Linked DNA regions of Mus musculus: regions 1 and 2 are each linked to region 3. A link is a contact called in public Hi-C data. All regions are on one chromosome and are shown on one strand. The core of a region is the stretch at or near the end of the contact, and the rest is flanking DNA. Distances in the headings are between cores, read along the strand shown.

Region 1 (3,317 bases), core at 204-2,703, 210 kb before region 3:
ATTTGTCTGTGAATTTGTAGGGCTTTTGGTAGATGGCTGATGGGGTGACCCAGGTACCCTCCTCCCTCTAGAAGTTTGCACAGAGCCTCTGAGATGGCCGACCAGGCAGGAGGGATGACTGAAAAGGATATCTTCAAACAGATGCCCTGGCATAAGACACAATCGACTAGCCAAGTTGTTTGTCAGCCTTGGCCTCAATGACTTCTGCTTTTCTGCAAAAGGGTCCTGGAGGGGGAGAGGTATTAATTTCAGTGTATGTTAATGTTTGGTATAAAGAAAATTGTGGAAACTTACATCTTAAATTAGCCCAGCCATCCAGCTTGAGACAAAGTGCCAATCCTATCCACTAGACTATTGTATCTCCCCCTCCCCCCAAGTTCTAAATAAGTCATAAGAAGCCTGTAGATCATAAAAGAAACCTCACTGCAAAACAACTCATTCTCCCTCTCTCTCCCTCCCTCTCTCTCTCTCTCTCTCTCTCTCCCTCCAAGTCAGGAGGTCTTTAATTTTAATTTCCTGTCACATGTGGAAGGTACACTGAGTAACTGGGAAAAAGAGTTTGGATGAGCAAAGCCCCAGCTGAGCTAGTGGATAGAGGTTTGTGGGGAGTTGAGAAAATAGGAGGTAGTTAGTAAGGTGGGAAAATAAATTGATAAGCACACACACACACACACACACACACACACACACTACAAGCCCCCTTGATTGTTAAGATTAATTCTGATCAAATATATGAACCCCAAACTATTAAATTTTTTGCAATTCTTGGGTCTCAGCTATAATTGGAGTTGAATGTTCTGGGGAGATGTTTAACCGTTGTGTGGCTCCTAAAGAGAATCCTTAGACAGCCCTCCGCCTACACACAGAGACATACAGGCAAACCCACTCCCCCAATTCCTGTTTTCATATATAGTATCTTCATTTCTTACCTTCCCTAAAACAGTGTCATATTTTCTTGTGTCAGGGAATAAATGCGGGACACTGGATATTTCCATGCAAAAATACAAACCACGAGGATATAGTCCCCAAACTCTCACTTTTCACTTTGCATCCACAGACAGGAATGGCCACCATGCACTCTTTAAGCTGTGACAGCACATGATCGGGGACAATTGGCCAAATAGTGAATATTAGGGGAATTCTAAAGCCCCAGTGATAGACAAGTTGCCATCCACCTACAAAGGGTAAAAGAAGACATCCTGAGCAGACAGGGTAGGGAAAGCATCCCATGTTTTCTCTTGCTTTCTGTTCCCTGGGAGAGTCCTTGTGAGCACAAAGCCACGAAAACAATAGGCCCAGCTGCAAGGGCAGTAAGGCAATTTATTAGGGAGATGACATTTTTAATGAGAACCACTTGTGGGAGGAGAACAAAGGGCCTGTTTGGTCAGAAGGATGCTCTCCAGTCTCCTCTGAAGTGCATGAAAAAGTAATTTTGTTTTTTCCGCGTCATACTGCAAGCCGTGGAATTTCCTCACACCCCAGATGTTGTCCAGCACAGATGCTGAACAAATGGAGCAACCATCCCACGAGTATTTCAAAAAGGAAAAAAGAAAAAGAAAAAAAAAAGGTAGCTCAGGGGATTTTTATGAGTTTTGTGGCCAAGAAAATCATTAGCAAATAATGAGCTTAGGAAAGAAGGCTGCGGTTAGCAAGATGTGGCCGGACACACAAAACTGTTCACTGCCATCCGAAAGCAAACGGGGAGCTCCGTCTTCAGTAGAGAAAAATAGAAACCTGTGGGTGGAGCTGCGGTATCTGCTTCCTAGTGGGTCTGCTGAAATCAAGTCTTCTGAATATTGTTTTGGCTGGATTCTAAAAATGATTAAACACAGTATGTTTACTCTTTAAAATGTGAAAATCAGAGATTATTCACTGGTACTATTACTTCACACGCCTCCAGAAAAAGAGTAGTTCCAATGTTCTAGCCTCTTTCCTCTGAGAGCGATACTCAGTGTACGCTCAGTCAGCTCTGAACCTCCTCCCTCTCCCTCCCCCTCCCCTTCCCCCTCCCTCTCTCTCTCTCCCTGTCCCTCTCCCTCTTGTTGTCTGTCTCTGTCTCTCACCCTCTCTGTCCCTATGTCTATTTCTGTCTGTCTGCTTGTCTCTGTCCCTCTCTGTCTCTTTCCTTCCCTCTGTCTGTCTCTCTGTCTTTGTTTGCCTCTCTGTCTCTCTCTCCCCCTCTCTCCCTCTCTATGTCTTTGTCTCTATGTCTCTTTCTCTCTCTCCTTCTGTCTCTCCCTCTCTCTGTGTCTGTCTCTTTCTCTCTGTCCATCTTTCTCTCTCTGCCTCTCTGTCTCTATCTCTTTCTCTTCCTCTGTCTGTCTCTCTGTCTCTCACTCCCTCTCTCTTCATCTCTCTGGTCTCAGTCTTTCTCTCTTTCCCTCTTAGTCTCTGTTTCTTCCTGTCTATCTCTCCCTCTGTCTCTCTCCCTCTCTCTGTCTCTTTCTCCCCCTCTGTCTATCTCACTGTCTCTGTTTGTCTCTGTCTCTCTCCTTCTTTCTCCCTGTCTCTCTCTCTGTATCTCTCTCTACCTGTGTCTATCTCTGTTTCTCTCCCTTTCTCTCTCTCTCTCTCTCTCTCTCTCTCTCTCTCTCTCTCTCTCTGAAAGTGAATGTAGGGAATGCAGTATAGATGGAGATGGAAGGAAGAAAGTTCAGCCCAGTTTCTTCTTGGACCAGACATCAGGGGCTGCTCTGTGTCCTAGGAAGCAACAGAGGAATTTGCATGGGCTTTCTAAGTCAGTTTCCTTTCCCTACTCAGGCAGAAGCTTGCCTATGTGTCTTAGGAAGGCCCTGTTGCACCATGTTTCAGGTCAGAATTCAAGAACTAATGGTGTTTGAAAAATCAAAGCAAAAGCAAGCCTCTGATCCGAGTTTCAGAATCTCACAGGGGCACCATCAGCTGCAAAGGCTCCTGGCATGCAGGACCACCAAAGATATAGTACACAGGATGCAGAGCAGCTACAGGAAAGATCATGGGAGAATCCAAAAGGAAGATGCTACTATCCATGAGCTAAGTGGACAGGAATCCTCTAAAGTCTTGCCAGGCTTCCAAGGAACAGGACTCACCAGCAACATTGTCAGTATCATCTCAGCTCTACCTTTATCAGCACTCACCAAACCAGTCAGTAGTGGCAGCTCAGAATAACCTGGGAGACTTCTTAATCCCCAAAGCATATTAAGGCATGAGACCCTCAAAGCTCACAAAGATTAAGTAAAATTGTCCCAGGTCACGCAGCAGATCATGGTGAGGAAGGTTCCCAGGGCCCTGTCAGCAGCCATCTTGGTCCGTCCCACTCGGTAATTGGTCCTTGCATA
Region 2 (3,324 bases), core at 531-3,030, 160 kb before region 3:
CTGAGACATTTAGCAAGAACAATTTCCTGAATTCAAGATAAGTTTACACCTGGATTATACTATGTATTCACGGCAGGTTCCTGTCTGTGAAGCAGAAAGGAATGTATGCAGTCAAAACAAGTAAACACAAGAAATCCAGTCTAAGCAATGTGCGTTCAGCCCTTGTACTTAATTAAGCCTCCTGAAGACTCTGTATTCTCACACAGTAGAAGGGGCTGAGAAGTTCAGAGATCGCTCACACAGGACAAAACTGAGTTTGCATTCTGCCCCAACAAAGCAGCCTGTAGTGTGTTCATGTTTACCCAACACCATGGTTTCCCCAGTCACACTTCTCAGCTCTACTACAACACGTAAAGATTTCCAACAGGCAACTCCAAGTCTTAAGGTAGAGCCTGGCTGAGTAAGACTCTGGATTGCTTTCTCTAAGATATCTTTGTTATTACAGAGACAGAGCCTTCTTCAACCTACCCATTGGTCATCCTTGGCATCTCATTTTGTATCTTATGATGGAGAACTGCCATCTGGAGAGCTTTCTTTCAAGGTCTTTCTCAGACACACCACCAAAATGATTATATTTTCCATCCTGTTTTCCAGGAATCAGCAACAAGAAAAGAAAAGAAAAAAAAGTTTAAGCCCTGCTCATTCTACCCTCTAAAACAAACACTTTTTGATTATAAAGGAAGAACTAATATATCATATATATGTTATTATACATTACCATTACAATATGTTATATCATATTATATAACAAATAATAATATGTATTATTGTATATTATATTATAAACATTTCATATACATGCATATATACACATATAATCATACATGATAATTATAATTAAAGGATAATTATAATAATTATAATATAATATATAACAAAATAAAATAATATATAATAAACAATACAACATTATGTAAATTATATCTAATATATAATATATATTATTCATCATATTTTTTTTCTCTGTAGAGGAGAGAGACTGAGTAACTGAGTCTATACCTCAGATTCATGCCTCTAACTACTTCTATGCCACTAAAATACAGGGAAAGAGCATAAAAGGAAGGAGATGAAGAAGCTGGGAGAACATGAAGGCACTTTTGGATTGTGAAGCAGGATGGTCATTCAGACCTAGGTTTAACTGTTGCTTCTTTTAAAAGTGGTGCATGGGAGCAAACGTTCCCTGTTTGTCTAAATGGTCTTATGAGATTATCTGCAGGGGGCACAGACTTAGAATCCATGTAGAGACACATCCTTCTTTTCGTTTCTCAATGCCCTGTTTTGTTCCATTCCGTGGGATGGTTTCTTGAGGATCACTCATTTATGATGCTCAAGAGGACAGGGCTAATGCTGATGGCTATCATGCATTGAAACACACTCAGAAATGGCCTCCAGGACAGCTTTGATGGAGTATAACTACACAATGCTCAGGCTCCCTGCAGGCTATTTGTAAATGCAGCACAAAGCTCCAGGAGACATGGTCCTCAGAGGAGGAGGACGATTGGAACAGTACCAGGCCAGCTGCCTCTTCCCACCTCTGACTCACATACTTCCTCTCCAGGCTGGAATCTGATGTTGCCAAGACAGCTGAAAAACTCAGTAAATTTTTATTTAAATAGAAGCTAATCAAGGAGTTGAGCTTGGATATGGATTCTGATTTCTCTGCTGCTATGACTCCATGATTGCCCAACATCACCAGCCACTGCATTCTCAGCACCAAAGCCCACTCCCAGGCCCTACGCTGGCCAAGTCCAGCAGTTTTGGCTGGGCATGTCTGAGGCCAGACTTAGCAGTTCATCATGCCCAAATATGGCAAGGGTCCTAGACGGCAGAAGCATCACAGCTGGACTTGAGGTGAGTCAAGTCAAAATGCATTTCTCTTCACATGGGAAGCCATTTTATATCGTGTAGATGGTTTGGGCTGAATGTAGAGGTACTGCAGGCATGGAATAAAAATCCAAAGTAACATTTATGAAAAACATCTTATAAACTATCTCCTGAAATGACTACTGTAAAAGTTACTTTAATCCAATGAAGAAATGTAGTTTATTATTTATACATGTCATATTAAGAGCTCATTTCATTATTTTATGTATGTCCACTTTAATGCAGATTTTTAAAATTATAATTGTGTAATATCTTTTAACACTTTTTTAATCTTTTAATTTCCCCTGAGTTTATTTACCTGTATAATAATTAATATAATAATAATTATGTAATTATAGTAATAATAATAAAATGCTCACTATATAATCACAATGTGGTATACATAGTTCTCTAAGTGGACTGTATATATACAATAACAACAGTCATACCCTTTGTTAAATAGGTAGATGCCCTGTTAAGGGTTCTTAGCACATGCAGATCCAAAGCACACGAAATACAAAGGGCACAAGAAAACCTTGAGAAGTGTCTTCTATGTTCAATAATACATCCAAACTCAGAGTACATTCAATATGTGTTGTTCCTTGTACATCCATTGTGTATAAATAAAGCCATTAACACTCAGCTGCCCTGGAGCCTCTTCTACCCTCAGAACTCAGTAATTAACTTTCTCTCTGTTTGGTTTGATCCAAACTAGAAATCTCACAGGACATAAGCCCTAAATGTCAGGATCTATTTTTGAGAAGATTTGGGTGGTGAGCATTCTTTCAGGGATGCAGATGAATATGTATCAGTCATACTTCCTGGTCCTCAGATAAAGGACCCTCTCCTCCCCTGCAGTGTGACAGTGGTGACTCATCCCAAGATAGCACCACCATCCCCTTTTCATCCCAGCCTCTTGCCTGTGCCTCTTTCATATCTGATGTATCCGTTTAGGGAACTGTGCCCTTTGCCTGAGGCACTTCACACTCAGAAGTGTAATCTGTCACTAGGAATTATCTTTTTTTTTTCCAAGAAGAGGACATCTTGACAGGAAAGAAAGCAAAAGTCTTCTCATTAGAAAGAAAATATTGATTATGGTTGCCAACTTTTTTCATTCACGGGACCTTTAGCTCAGCTGAGACATCCAGTCCCTTGGATGCCTGGTTTCTAAAACTATAAATTTAACATCTCAGTTTCTGTCACACTTCGCCTGTTACTCTGAGTAGAAAGTAAGTGGGCAGATGACTCATTTGACTCATTGAGCTTGCTCACAGCAGCCTGGCAGTCATGGATGATATGAATTCCTCTTGCTCCAGTCTAGAAAGGCAGCTATGGACTAATGTGTCTTAGCTCCCAATCCTAGCTGAAATGTTCTGGAATACTATCCCAATAGTCCTGTCTAAACACACGGTCAGATTGAGAACTCAGCATTCAAAATAAATGAATCCAATGTAAGAACAC
Region 3 (3,502 bases), core at 515-3,014:
TGGCACAGCAGGAAGTTTAGTGAAGATGGTATAAGAAATTATTTTTATTTTTAAGGAATGAGAATAGCACTGAGCAAGAGATAGAGCCAAGTTCTCTTGTTCTCACACCATAAGGGTTGGCTCTCAAAGGCCCACCCCAGGAGGGCCAACTCTACCATGCTGCCCAGAAGATATGCAGGATGCTCCTCTGAGTGCTACCTCTCTTATTCTCACCCCTTTTCATTCTTGCAGTGGTGTGGGTATGGGATCAATGCCTCCTCCAGTCCCCGTTTCCTGCAGTATGTGAGAGAGCCAACTCTATCCCCTTGCCTGGGCAGCTTGGCAGAGCAGTACTGGAAAGCTGGCCCTGGTGACATGAGCACCAGAGGGTCAGCCCTGTCCCCTGCCGGCTGCCACAAGCAGGAGAGCTGTTCCTGTCCCTTGCCTGGGCTAATGAGGAGAACTGCCTCTGGTGAGGTAGGGTGAGGTAGGTGCAAGAGAGTTGATGGGCTGTACAACTGCTGAAGGGGTCAGTCCTGGAGAACTAAAGCTGCAGGATCCCCATGACACAGGGCAATACACACACACACACACACACACACACACACACACACACACACACACAGAGAGAGAGAGAGAGAGAGAGAGAGAGAGAGAGAGAGAGAGAGAGAGATTGGCACTTTATAATTTGCCCTCTAGGCACAATTGCTGGCTGTTACTATATCCTAACTGGAAAAGCATGCCCTTAGCAATTTATTATCTCTGTCTCTCCACTTGCCCTAAACTTCAGTGGCTAATCCTGCCTAGACCCTGCAAAACATCCTTGGCCACCCGCCTGTAGCAGAAGCCACAGGACGGAGCTCCCCCCTGAGACACATGGCTTCTGTGTTCTTCCTCCAAAGCACAGCTGAAAGCGCCTCTCTTCTTTCTTGCTCCTTTTTTCCTCCTAGGACCCAGAAGTCCCATCTGTACCTTCCACCCACCAATTAGCTCCCTGCTTTCTTGACTGACAAATCAAGAGCCAATTGGGGAACAAGACCTTCGCATCAGAACTACTCCCCCTTCACCAGTGAAGATTCAGTATTGATAATGCAGCAGATAGCAGAGGTCTCAAACCAGATCAATGACTCATTGCAATGTATATTATCAGGTAAAGCAACCGAACAAGAGGGTATACTGTGGGACACACCATGATACACCACACAGTTTCACAGCAAGATGAGTTTTTAAAAGTTTTTTTATTTTTCTCTCTCTCTCTCTTTTTTTTTTTTTGTTTGTTTTTATTTTTGTCTTCTTGGGGGTGGTTTCAAGGGCAGAGGGAAGATATGGAGGGATTGAGAGATGAGTGGGGTTGAGATGAATGATGTGAAATTCACAAGAATTCAGTAAATAGTTAAAGAAGAAGAGGAAGAGGAAAAAGAGGAGGAGGCGGAGGAGGGAAAAGACATAGTGCTTAACCCTCCATCCCCATCTGCTCTTATTTGAGTCACTGGTGTCACCTTAAGTGCTCTGCATCTGTCTTGAAAAATTAGAATGAGGCTGTGAATTTTACAGCAAAGCTCTTAAAAGAGCATTTCCTCAGAGAAGGGAAATGACATGGAGCACTGCCCACTGACAGCCTCTTTGACCTCAGAAGTAGCACCTCAATTTCAGTAGTTGCCAAAACAAGAAACAAAAATCATAAAATCCAGATGGACCGGGTGGGAAAAGGTCAGCCCAGCACTGCCAGGAGCTGAGCTAGCAGTGCTTACCAACAGCCTGAGTTGCTGTTACCTCCTCCTCACAGCTGGGTCATCCACCCAAGTGACGTTCTCATCCCCACATGTGTTGATTCTCTGTTGCACGGTAGAGCTCACAATTTATCACACATGGAATTTCGTTCCAGGGGTCACCACACTCCCAGATCAGCTGCACTCTCGCTTCCAAGCAAATGAGGCATGACATAGCAAGTGTGTCCCCGTATGTTTCTCTTTCCCAAATGTGATAGTAAATCAATACCAGTCCCACGGGTTGCAGCGAACGTAAATGTGCTCAATCTGGGCCGGTATACTCCCAGCCTGAGGCCAACAATGGCTGAACAGCATTGAATGCTGAAAGACCGTTCTCTCTCTCTCTCTCTCTCTCTCTCTCTCTCACACACACACACACACACACACACACACACACACACACACACGAAAATGCTTACCCTTTTGAAAATGATATAAGCCCAGGAAGGACAAAGTGAAGCATCCACATTTATAGACCATTATTATACTTCATAGGTTTTCATGGGCCCTTGAGAAATATTTCTGAACAACCTGACCGTGCAATGACAATTCAAAGCAGGAAGCAAGGTGAAAATGTGTGAGGCAAATACAACTGTACTGCATCCAAACAGGAATTCTCTGAGTCATGGACACTACCCACAACAGCGTCAGAAATGTCAATAGTACTAACAGCTTTTAGGGCTTATTCACGTAGCAAAGGCCATAATGCAGTATACTACAGCTACAACGAGGCCCAGGTTTTGCCTGCTTAGATTAACTGTAAGCTCTCAAGTGTGCCCTTCCTGAAAGAAGTCTTTTTGTCAGTGTCATCACTATGAATTGGATGTGCATATCTCTTTATAATGATGTTGACACTGTAGCTGTCAGTGTAATGGTATTTGGGAGTGCTGTATTGGGGAAATAATTGCCCTGAGAGCGGTTGTTAAGAAAAAGGCCCACTTTGTACTACATGAAAGAAAGTCCACACTAGTGCCTAGAAACACATCTGCCAGACAAAGAAGGATACCATTACCAAGGTCTTGAACATTTAGCATCCAGAAATAAACTGCCATTGTTTATAATATCCTGGCTATGATGCTTTTAAATAGTAGCCCAAGATAACTGATATAGTAGATAGCATTTGTCCAACCAAAATATAACAACTGAAACTGGTATCCACCAATAAACCACTCTAGCTTTACTCTGCAATGGCACTGTGCTTTGCACCCACTCGCGTCACCCTCAGTGTTCTCCTTCTTCCCTACCTCTGGTTGATTTTCAGGTGGTTCTTATTATTCCCTTCTCCCTCACTAAAATGCAGCTTCCATTTTCTCCTAAAGACTCTAGGCTGCAAAGCTTCTCCCTCTGCAAATCTATAAAAATGTTTAAAATGTGTATAAATGGAAGCCCACTGCTGCATCTGAAATCCCCTTTCATGTTTGCGCATAATGCCACATGTCCTATAATGCCTCAAAGAACAGTTTCCAATGATGATTTCTGGTCTCAATTCATTGTGTCATTACATTTTAATCTCTGGTAAGGATTCAGCCTCTGGAGGAGGGGGCTATAAGATGACAAAGGCCTGGGAACCTTGTGAGGCTCCCTCTGTGTGATGGCCCCCCCACACCTGTATCCCTGGGTAAGCAGCTAAGCCTTTATCAATTGCTTTTTCAGGTTCTTGCAGAATGTGCATAATCCCTTTGGAATGTTCTCAGCCTTACCCTCCTCACGACCTTGTAAGAAACCAGAGTATGTAAAGATGAAATGCTGGAAGT

Evidence for each region. Hi-C and Micro-C count contacts between places; a contact is called where the count stands out from the background.
Region 1: a Hi-C map of muscle stem cells shows a contact between it and region 3, with 3 times the contacts expected there. The contact joins two enhancer-like sites. A contact is called at or near these places in 3 of 484 Hi-C or Micro-C datasets (muscle stem cells and uterus).
Region 2: a Hi-C map of muscle stem cells shows a contact between it and region 3, with 3 times the contacts expected there. The contact joins two enhancer-like sites. A contact is called at or near these places in 2 of 484 Hi-C or Micro-C datasets (muscle stem cells and nephron progenitors).

What each region holds. Positions count from the first base shown.
Region 1 is chr7:72,540,323-72,543,639 of GRCm38.p6, forward strand. No RefSeq gene overlaps it. Among named protein-coding and RNA genes, the nearest start is that of Gm39035, 240 kb to the left of the region's middle. Within about 2 kb of position 1,454, at least 78 of the 459 cell types and tissues checked have an H3K27ac peak or open chromatin away from gene starts, as enhancers often do. A contact at or near this core is called in muscle stem cells, where this site is marked.
Region 2 is chr7:72,587,826-72,591,149 of GRCm38.p6, forward strand. No RefSeq gene overlaps it. Among named protein-coding and RNA genes, the nearest start is that of Gm36865, 240 kb to the right of the region's middle. Within about 2 kb of position 1,781, at least 49 of the 459 cell types and tissues checked have an H3K27ac peak or open chromatin away from gene starts, as enhancers often do. A contact at or near this core is called in muscle stem cells, where this site is marked.
Region 3 is chr7:72,749,862-72,753,363 of GRCm38.p6, forward strand. The region is part of intron 3 of Gm36865 (a long non-coding RNA gene); the gene reads right to left. Among named protein-coding and RNA genes, the nearest start is that of Gm36865, 75 kb to the right of the region's middle. Within about 2 kb of position 1,765, at least 29 of the 459 cell types and tissues checked have an H3K27ac peak or open chromatin away from gene starts, as enhancers often do. A contact at or near this core is called in muscle stem cells, where this site is marked.